Linked DNA regions of Mus musculus: region 1 is linked to region 2. Evidence: chromatin contacts called from public Hi-C data. All regions are on one chromosome and are shown on one strand. The core of a region is the stretch at or near the end of the contact, and the rest is flanking DNA. Distances in the headings are between cores, read along the strand shown.

Region 1 (3,956 bases), core at 1,424-3,923, 120 kb before region 2:
ACACTTCTCAGTAGGGGAAATAACATAGGTGGAACGGAGTAGCCTGTCTGAATAATGAGTTAGTGAGTGTGGGTGAGAGAAGAGGTGTTCTCTATGATGGTAATAAGTAGCAGGGCTGAGAATAGCATGTAAAAAGAAAGGGGAAGAGCTATGATTTGACTTCTAATCCTTCTTTGTTCTCCTCTTAAATATATCATCAGTTGGTGTGTGTGTGTGTGTGTGTGTGTGTGAGTGAGTGAAAGAGAGAGAGAAAGAGGGAGGGAGAGAGAGAGAGAGAGAGAGAGAGAGAGAGAGAGAGAGAGAGAGAGAGAGAGAGAGAGAGAGAGAGAGTCTTTATATGGCGATACCTGTAGAGACCAGAAGAGGGCAACAATCTTCCTCAAGCTGCACTTCTGTAGTGAGAACTGATGTGGATGCTGTGAACCAAATACAGATCCTATGGAAGAATAGTAAGCACTGTTAACTGCTGAGCCACCTCACCAGCCTCAAGGCTCCAGTTCCTTCGAAGAAGCAACCGTGTTTCTACATCTGAAGACACAGGTGGAAGACATAGGTTCTCTTGAGAGCTTTTGCACAAAGCACAGGGATTAAGAAAGTGAGTCTGGAATCCTGATGCCCTTTAATGTAGATACAAATACATCAGAATGTGGTGTTTTTGGCAGAGGACCAGTGAGTTTTCCAGGTGCTGTTGAGTCTTTCCTGTGATCCTATGATGAGAAGGACATCACAGCTTCCCAGAGAGGAGAGTCCAGGGCTCCTTCTCCATTTGTATATTTATCTGGTCCATTTATTCCTCACTCAGTGCACCCTTTTCCACCTGGGAAACTTCTCAAAAGGAAAGAGAGGTGATGAGCAGGATGGTGGAGTTAACAACCACTGAAATTCTTCCCAGACTATTTACTATATTCTAACCATTGCATATGGGCATGACAGGACCAACACTGAATCTTCAAAGCATCTCAAGGTGAGGGGCATTGTCGTTATCTCCTAACAGGCAAGGGAATAGAGATTTACAGATCACCTTTCCCCCACTTTGGGTTTAGGGAGATAGGCATATCTGTTTCTCATGTAATTCTAGAAGCCCTATTTAGAATTTTAATTTGGTGGGCTGGAGCTGTGGTTTGGTTTACTACTCTTTCAGTGGACTCTAATTCAATTTCTATATCTGGTGACTCTCAACTGTCTGTAACTCCATGTTTAGGGGAGATGTGACACCTCTGGTGTCCATGACTACCTGCCCTTATATGTATATACCTTCTCTACTCCCACAAGCATACAATTAAAAAATATTAAACATAAGTATGAAAATATTTTATTTGTATTGCTGCAGAATAAGTGTTTCCAGATAGCTTATCTGACTCAGGGATCTGATATGAGAACTGGGGGTCACCTCAAGGAATTGGGGTAAGCCAGTAATAGTTGGGGACAGTTTTTGCAGTGAAGTAAAGACTAAGGGACTTTTGGGCAGGAAGAACAAATATTCTAGACAAATGCTAAAGCCTTGAATATTGCACTAAAATCATAGCTTTTATTCAAAATTCTCAATTTAAGGAGCTCTGGGGAGTGCAGGTAATAGTGGAGAGCAGTGATTTTCAGTAGAGCCACAAGTAAGACCCCTCTAGGCTAAAAGGGCAAGGATTGCAGCCAAATATTGAAGCCTGGGATAAAGGATTTGTCCAGCTTTTCCTACAGCCTTCTCAGCGTGGTTTGAAAAGTTGTAAACTCCATTGTGATGGCTTGGAATGGGATGGATTATTATTCCACAGTGAGAACAAGGAAAGCTCTAGAGGGATGATGGATGCAGCTTCGCAGAGCTCAGAGAAGCAGCCTGGGATAGAGCAGGGGCTTGGAGATGTGAAAGAAAAGCACGTCATAGGCAGACGAAAGCAGTCTTAAATCAGCAAGACCGAACTGTGTGTCCCAACTTGAGCTGCTACTATTGACCTTGGATGAATAACTATGTGTGATGAACAATTTTTTATTTTATAACAGGGATTACAATACTGGTCTGATGTGGCTACAAGGAAGATGCCTTGAAGATTCAGTGAGAAAAAAATATATAGGTTTTGATGTTTTTCTACTTATCTTCCTGGAAATAATCACTCTGACTGATAGAACCTAAAAACATAGCACAAGTATACTTAACTGTATTTAAGAGATCTCCTTTCAAAGACACCTAACTGATATCATTAACAACCTCCAGGCCTATCTAGGAAAATAAGTAAAAGATGCTAGGACGTGTCAAGGGTTAAATTGGTGTATGTATAACCATTAGAAATCCTTATATAGGGAATACCTGTTCAGTCATTATTCAGAGACCTAGGCCAGCATTGGGACACACCTAGATCCGATTGGGGTTGTAAAAGAAAAATACAGATAAACAGGTTAAATAGTAGCTTGTTAAACACACATACCCTTTTTTTGCAGGGAAGAGAGTGGGTGGCAGCTCCCAGGGGAAGAATGCGGGACCGTCTGCTGGCCAGTTCTTGGGTCAGAGTCCTGCTTTCCTGAGTATCTCACAGCTGCTGCCCCTGGGAGAAGCCATTTGTCAACTTTATACCTTTCTGCTTTATGGTCTGGTGACTTAATAGGATTCGACCTTCCCTGGATTCCATTTCAGTTGGGTCAGACACCACACTTCAAATTAAAACTCGGGCTCTGAGACAGGGCCTGAGAAGCTGCTGCTGCTGGTGCTGCTGGTGCTGCTGGTACTGCTGGTGTGTGTGTGTGTGTGTGTGTGTGTGTGTGTTTGTGTGTTCAGCGAGATCTGTGGCTTCAGATGACCTCCAAATTGGTGTTATCAATCCTTATACTCGTGCTACAACTCACCTGAGCCCTAAGTACCTCTCTCCCATCTTATCTTTCCTAGACACTGTTGTGAACCTCAAAGTGCAATGTGATTCTACCACCCACTTACCTACTGGAAGAAGCAATGGAATGGAGCTCACTGGGAGGGAATATTGGCAGTATATAAACTCCCTAAATGGACTTCAGAGAGAAAATGATCTTCAGCTAAGAGACCATTTGACAGAATACAAGGTAAGAGCACACATCTTGTTCTTTTCTGAAATCCCTTACCATCTTTTGGGGGTTTGCTTTTTATTCTTTGGGATGGGTTCTACTGTAACCAGATTGGCCTGGAACTTGCTATGTAGCCAAGGATGTCCTTGAATCCCTGATTTCCTTTCTTGGCCTCTCCATCTCCTATGTGATGGTGATACAGGTGTGCAACACCAATGCCTGGTCTTCTATGGTCATCTGAAAAGACAGAGAGTCAGCTGGGTGGTCCTGGAAGCTATAATCCAAACAGTGCTTACATCATAGTAACAAGCCCAGTGCTAGAGTGGGGTTACGGCTATCTCCACAGAGCAAGGCACATTTTCCAAGTGAGATGACAGGATTTTTAGCATTGACATGTTTTTCCACTTTTCTGTGGTTATCCTTGGAGGATCCAGCCTTATTTTTATTGTGCCGCTGAGAATTAAGGTGAGTCTCCGTGCCTGTTATAGAGACTGTGTAGACATGCCTTGCAGCTACCCTGGAGGTTAGCAAGGGCATGATAAGGAGGTTGCTGAGTTTTTACAGAGAAGATGGATCGGTATCAGATGGGTCACTGGCTGGTTCCATTCTGCAAAGTTCAGTCAGTCCGTGTCTTGCCGACATTTTCTCTCTTTTCTCTAGTAAGTTGGGATTGACGTTGTTTTCAAGGGATACTCTGAATTTACATATTAAAACATGGTAGGTTAGAGGAAAAAAACATTTCAATTCCTCTTCTTGTTTGTCAAGAAGAGGTATAATACACAGACATTTCTGTATGAAAAGCCTCCCTCTCTCTAAAGGCATGCTCCATTCTGTTCACAAGAACCATTGTGATGCCCTGGTCTTGTCTAGTTCATACAACAAATAGTGTGCATCTGGAAGAGGGGTGCAAGGGGTGGATGGGGTGGTTTCCACTC
Region 2 (3,909 bases), core at 959-3,458:
AGAAATTCTGCAATGGAAACTGGTTTATTTATCAGAGGACTTTCTGAAGTTATTTGACAGAGGAATTTTATCTTCTTTTTAGCAGCCTCCTTCCCCATTGTAAGTTATAAGGATTCCAAAGAAACCTGGAATAGAGAGTTCTTTGCTCAATCAGTGAATGAAATGTTGAGTTCACAGTAATGCCCTCTCCAAAACATAAGCATATCAGGCAGCTGCATAGACACGCCCACCCATGCATGCTTTTGTACTTTTGGAAACTTTAACCCCTTAGGTACCTAAGGTGAGCAGAAAGAAGGGCTTCTCATGATCAGTGCCAATATTTTCCAGTAGATGACTTTAGGTAAGCTTGGGGAATCCAGTTGATTATTTTCTTAAAGCATGGTGAACTTGGTACTAATGGGCTTAGAACTGAGCTGCAGTAACTGTGATGTAAGCGGGTGGGGGAGCACGATGGGCATGGTGCTCTGAAGTCCTGGGAAACCAAGACTCTTGGATAGAGAACACCAGTAAAGAGATGACAGATACTTTTTTAGGATAGTAGTAAGGAATTCATTGTCAAACACAAAGACTACATCCAGGAGGTCATCAGTCAGAGCGGGGATACATGAGAGGTGCCAGGGATACAGAAGGCTATCCTCTACTGTGTTCCAGAGATCTTTCTCCCAGCAGACTTTGAATGAAGGACCACCCCAATCTCCCGCCTACACACTACTACCCTTTTCCATTGCTAGGAAAACCTGGGTGTGGGGGGTCACATGTTCCACAAATCATGAGGAAAACAGCAATCTGCACCCACACATATATGAGAATGAATGCATGCACTTACCTGTGGGTATCAACAAATATTTGCAGATATTGGATACATATGTGTCAGGAATTGCAGGCATAGAGGAGACAGGAAGATATCCCTTGTGCAGAAGGAGATACAGCATAGTTTTATGGTAAAAAAAATATACTACACTCAAAGGTGCTCATCCTACATCATTGTCACAGCTTCTCTGTGTTCGCTGAAAGACATTCATCACTTACTCTCAGTGTATTCGTTTTTAAGGAGGATGAGCATAAAATTGAGGATCAAGGTAAAGACTGGAAGTAATGCAAGTAAAAGTTTCAGTGTAGCATGTATTCATTTAATGTCATTAAAAAATCATTATTACACCAACCTTTAAGCAGTATTCATAGAGTGATAACCGCAGAAGCTAACCTCTCTAGCAAGCAGTACGTTTCCATTCAAGAGTGTTGATGGATGAATGGAACTAGAATGTATTCCATACATGTAGGAAATTATTGACAAGTAAATCAGTAAAGACATAGGAAGAGTTGGATTAGGGAAAAAAAAAAGCTGTATTTTTGACAGTACCATCAAGGAGAGAGGGATGCGTTTGAAGTCATGGTCATGCTGTATTTTATTAAGAGAGAAAAAAAAAGTTGCCAGTAGCGCTCACATGTAACTTTGCCCCAAAATGGACAGAAGGATGTGTGGAACTGAACAAGAAAGCACCTGGTTGCTATTAACACAGTCTTCCATGTGACATTAACTGCTTTAACTGGAAAGCTCTAGGGGGAGAGAAGAAGAAAACGAAACAAAACGTTCTTTGGGGAAAAGGATTGAAAGAAATTTACAACTTCTTTAAATACCATGAGCGGATCATAAAATTGCAGTAGCTACTCAGTAGTATAAGCACACTGGTATAAAAAATCAGTCGTTCATGTATGCTCTTGGCCACACACTAGTCACTCCAAGTCAGCCAACAGTTGGACACTAGGCAGTTCTCAAAGCTCCTGTGCCAGGCATCCCACAGGACCCTCATATTCTCATGATATCCTATCCAGACTTCTAGTACATAGACAAAGAAAACCTAGATTTATTGAGGTCAAGTAACTTAGTCAAGGTACTGATGGTCTGAATTTATAACCTCTGAGTCCATTGCTTCAGAGCACACTGACAAAATTTCAAAGCCATGAATCAAGCAGTATGGATGTTGAAAAAAAGGTATCTGAGGTCCCAACATTTGTGAGTTCCATGTTAGGAGATGCCCATAAAGTCCCGTGTCTCTCTGATCAAGGGGCAAGCAGAAATGGCAGAGCCAATATGAGGCTGGGAAGTGAGGTTTCACGAAATGCCGAGTGGGGGACAGTTTCTTTCCCTTCCTTCCTTTCCTCCTCTCTGACTCAAGCTCCCCACCCTTTTCATGGTAGCTTGGTTTTACTTTCTTTGGCTTGAAAGCAACTTCTGGAAGACCTCAGCAGTCCGGAGACACGGAAGACAGTCAGCCAGAGGAAGACAAACAAAACTGACACCGAGCAAAAACTGCAAAGGCATTGAAAATGTGAGCTCTAATTTTCACTCCCCTGCATGAAGCCTGCCAGACGCAGGGCTCCGAAAGAGAAAAAGAGAAAATAAATCTGATTTGCTCTAAAAAACGGGCCAAAAATAACCTTGCTTTATCTTGCAGAAAAACACAGAAAATCTTTCCTTTCTTTCTGTGTGGTTGTCCTTTCTCCTTGGCTGGGACGGAGAGTAGGAGCCCCAGGCTCAGGCCTGGAAGAAGACAGTGGACCAAAACAGTCTATGGGACATGGAGATGCTGGGTTGTGAGCAAAGCTGCTGACTAAAAGCCCTGAGTTTGGCTAGGGACAGCATGCTTGAGGAAGAGGCAGCTGCTGGTCCCAGAGGATCTCATTTGCATATGCTAATCCAAAGTAATTTCTGATCAGTAATAGGCCCTCCCTGCATCCTCCAAAATATTTTCTGTGTTCTTGCTTCCCATCCTCACTGACCCTCAGAGTTTCTGACAGTTTTGCCAAGTTCTCTTCTCTGGACTCCTCTTCTAGGCTATTTTCATCTTCCTCAGGTTTTCTAAAATACAACTCCAATGTCCCTGTCTTCTGGGTGACACATCATCAAGTGCAGAAAACAGTCTCTATTAAATCCAGGGCAGCATTCGATTTGTCTCCCTCTGACCTCAGCCCCTCAGCCATCTTTCTCAATTTACCACATGTTTGTTTGTTTGTTTGTTTGTTTGTTTTTCCTTTCAGGGTTGGTCCATAAACCTACTTCGCTCCCTCCACTCTGCCTCCCCAGCCCCTTCTTTTATCTCCCCAATCTCCAGGACATTCTTTCTGCTCCAATGGTAGTTTTGCTCTGAGGGAAGAATTCTTTCTGCAAATGATATCTCAGTGACTTATAATTTCATTCCTGGAAAAAAAAAATACAGTTTTCCCGAAACCTACTGATAAGGAACCCAAGGTCAGAGAGGAGACAGCCCGTATTCAAAGTCACAGGCTCATCAGAGACAGAATAGATGCATGCACCCCATAAAACTGGGATGCAAACTCCTGTGATTGGCAGCTGCCTAGAACATGTGTATGAGGTTTCCTCAGTTCCTGAGCTCTCTAAGTGGCATGATGCTGCTTCTGGAATAGCAATGCTGGGAGAGAGTCCAGGTGTTGCTGCTGTTGGGGAGAGAGCTGATGATGTTGCCCTACACTGTTTTTGGCCTCTTAAATTTCTCCACAATACAGAATCTACTTTTAGCTCAGAAATCAAACACGGTGTTATTGTTCTTGCCAATTTCCTGTTTTAAAAACAAAACAAAACAAAACAAACAAACAAACAAACAAACATAATATCCTATTATTTTGCCAAGGGGGGATAAAAGTCCTGACCGAGTCAAAGTCAGTGTCCGTGAAGACACGGGAGCGTAGGAAAGAGGAGGCGGCTCCACAGTGAGTGTGTCCAGGGTGGGAAAGGGAGCTGGGATGTGTGATGAGAAGACTTTGGTGAGGAAGAGCCTGTCGAGGGGCTGTGGGTTCCTGACCTGAAGGAATCACCTCAAAGTGAGGGAGTCTCACTTACTCAGTAACAAGGCATGGCCAGGTCCCTCGTTTGTGTCATTTGCAACCCTG

The links. Hi-C and Micro-C count contacts between places; a contact is called where the count stands out from the background.
Region 1: a Hi-C map of nephron progenitors shows a contact between it and region 2, with 3 times the contacts expected there. The contact joins the promoter of 1600027J07Rik here to the enhancer-like site in region 2. A contact is called at or near these places in 6 of 484 Hi-C or Micro-C datasets (embryonic fibroblasts, nephron progenitors and uterus).

Annotation. Positions count from the first base shown.
Region 1 is chr8:103,346,251-103,350,206 of GRCm38.p6, reverse strand. 1600027J07Rik (RIKEN cDNA 1600027J07 gene) reads left to right here and starts at 2,673. Exons shown (of 3, transcript NR_036588.1): 1 at 2,673-2,708; 2 at 2,870-3,039.
Region 2 is chr8:103,229,635-103,233,543 of GRCm38.p6, reverse strand. No RefSeq gene overlaps it. Among named protein-coding and RNA genes, the nearest start is that of Gm32531, 40 kb to the left of the region's middle. Within about 2 kb of position 2,208, at least 35 of the 459 cell types and tissues checked have an H3K27ac peak or open chromatin away from gene starts, as enhancers often do. A contact at or near this core is called in nephron progenitors and uterus, where this site is marked.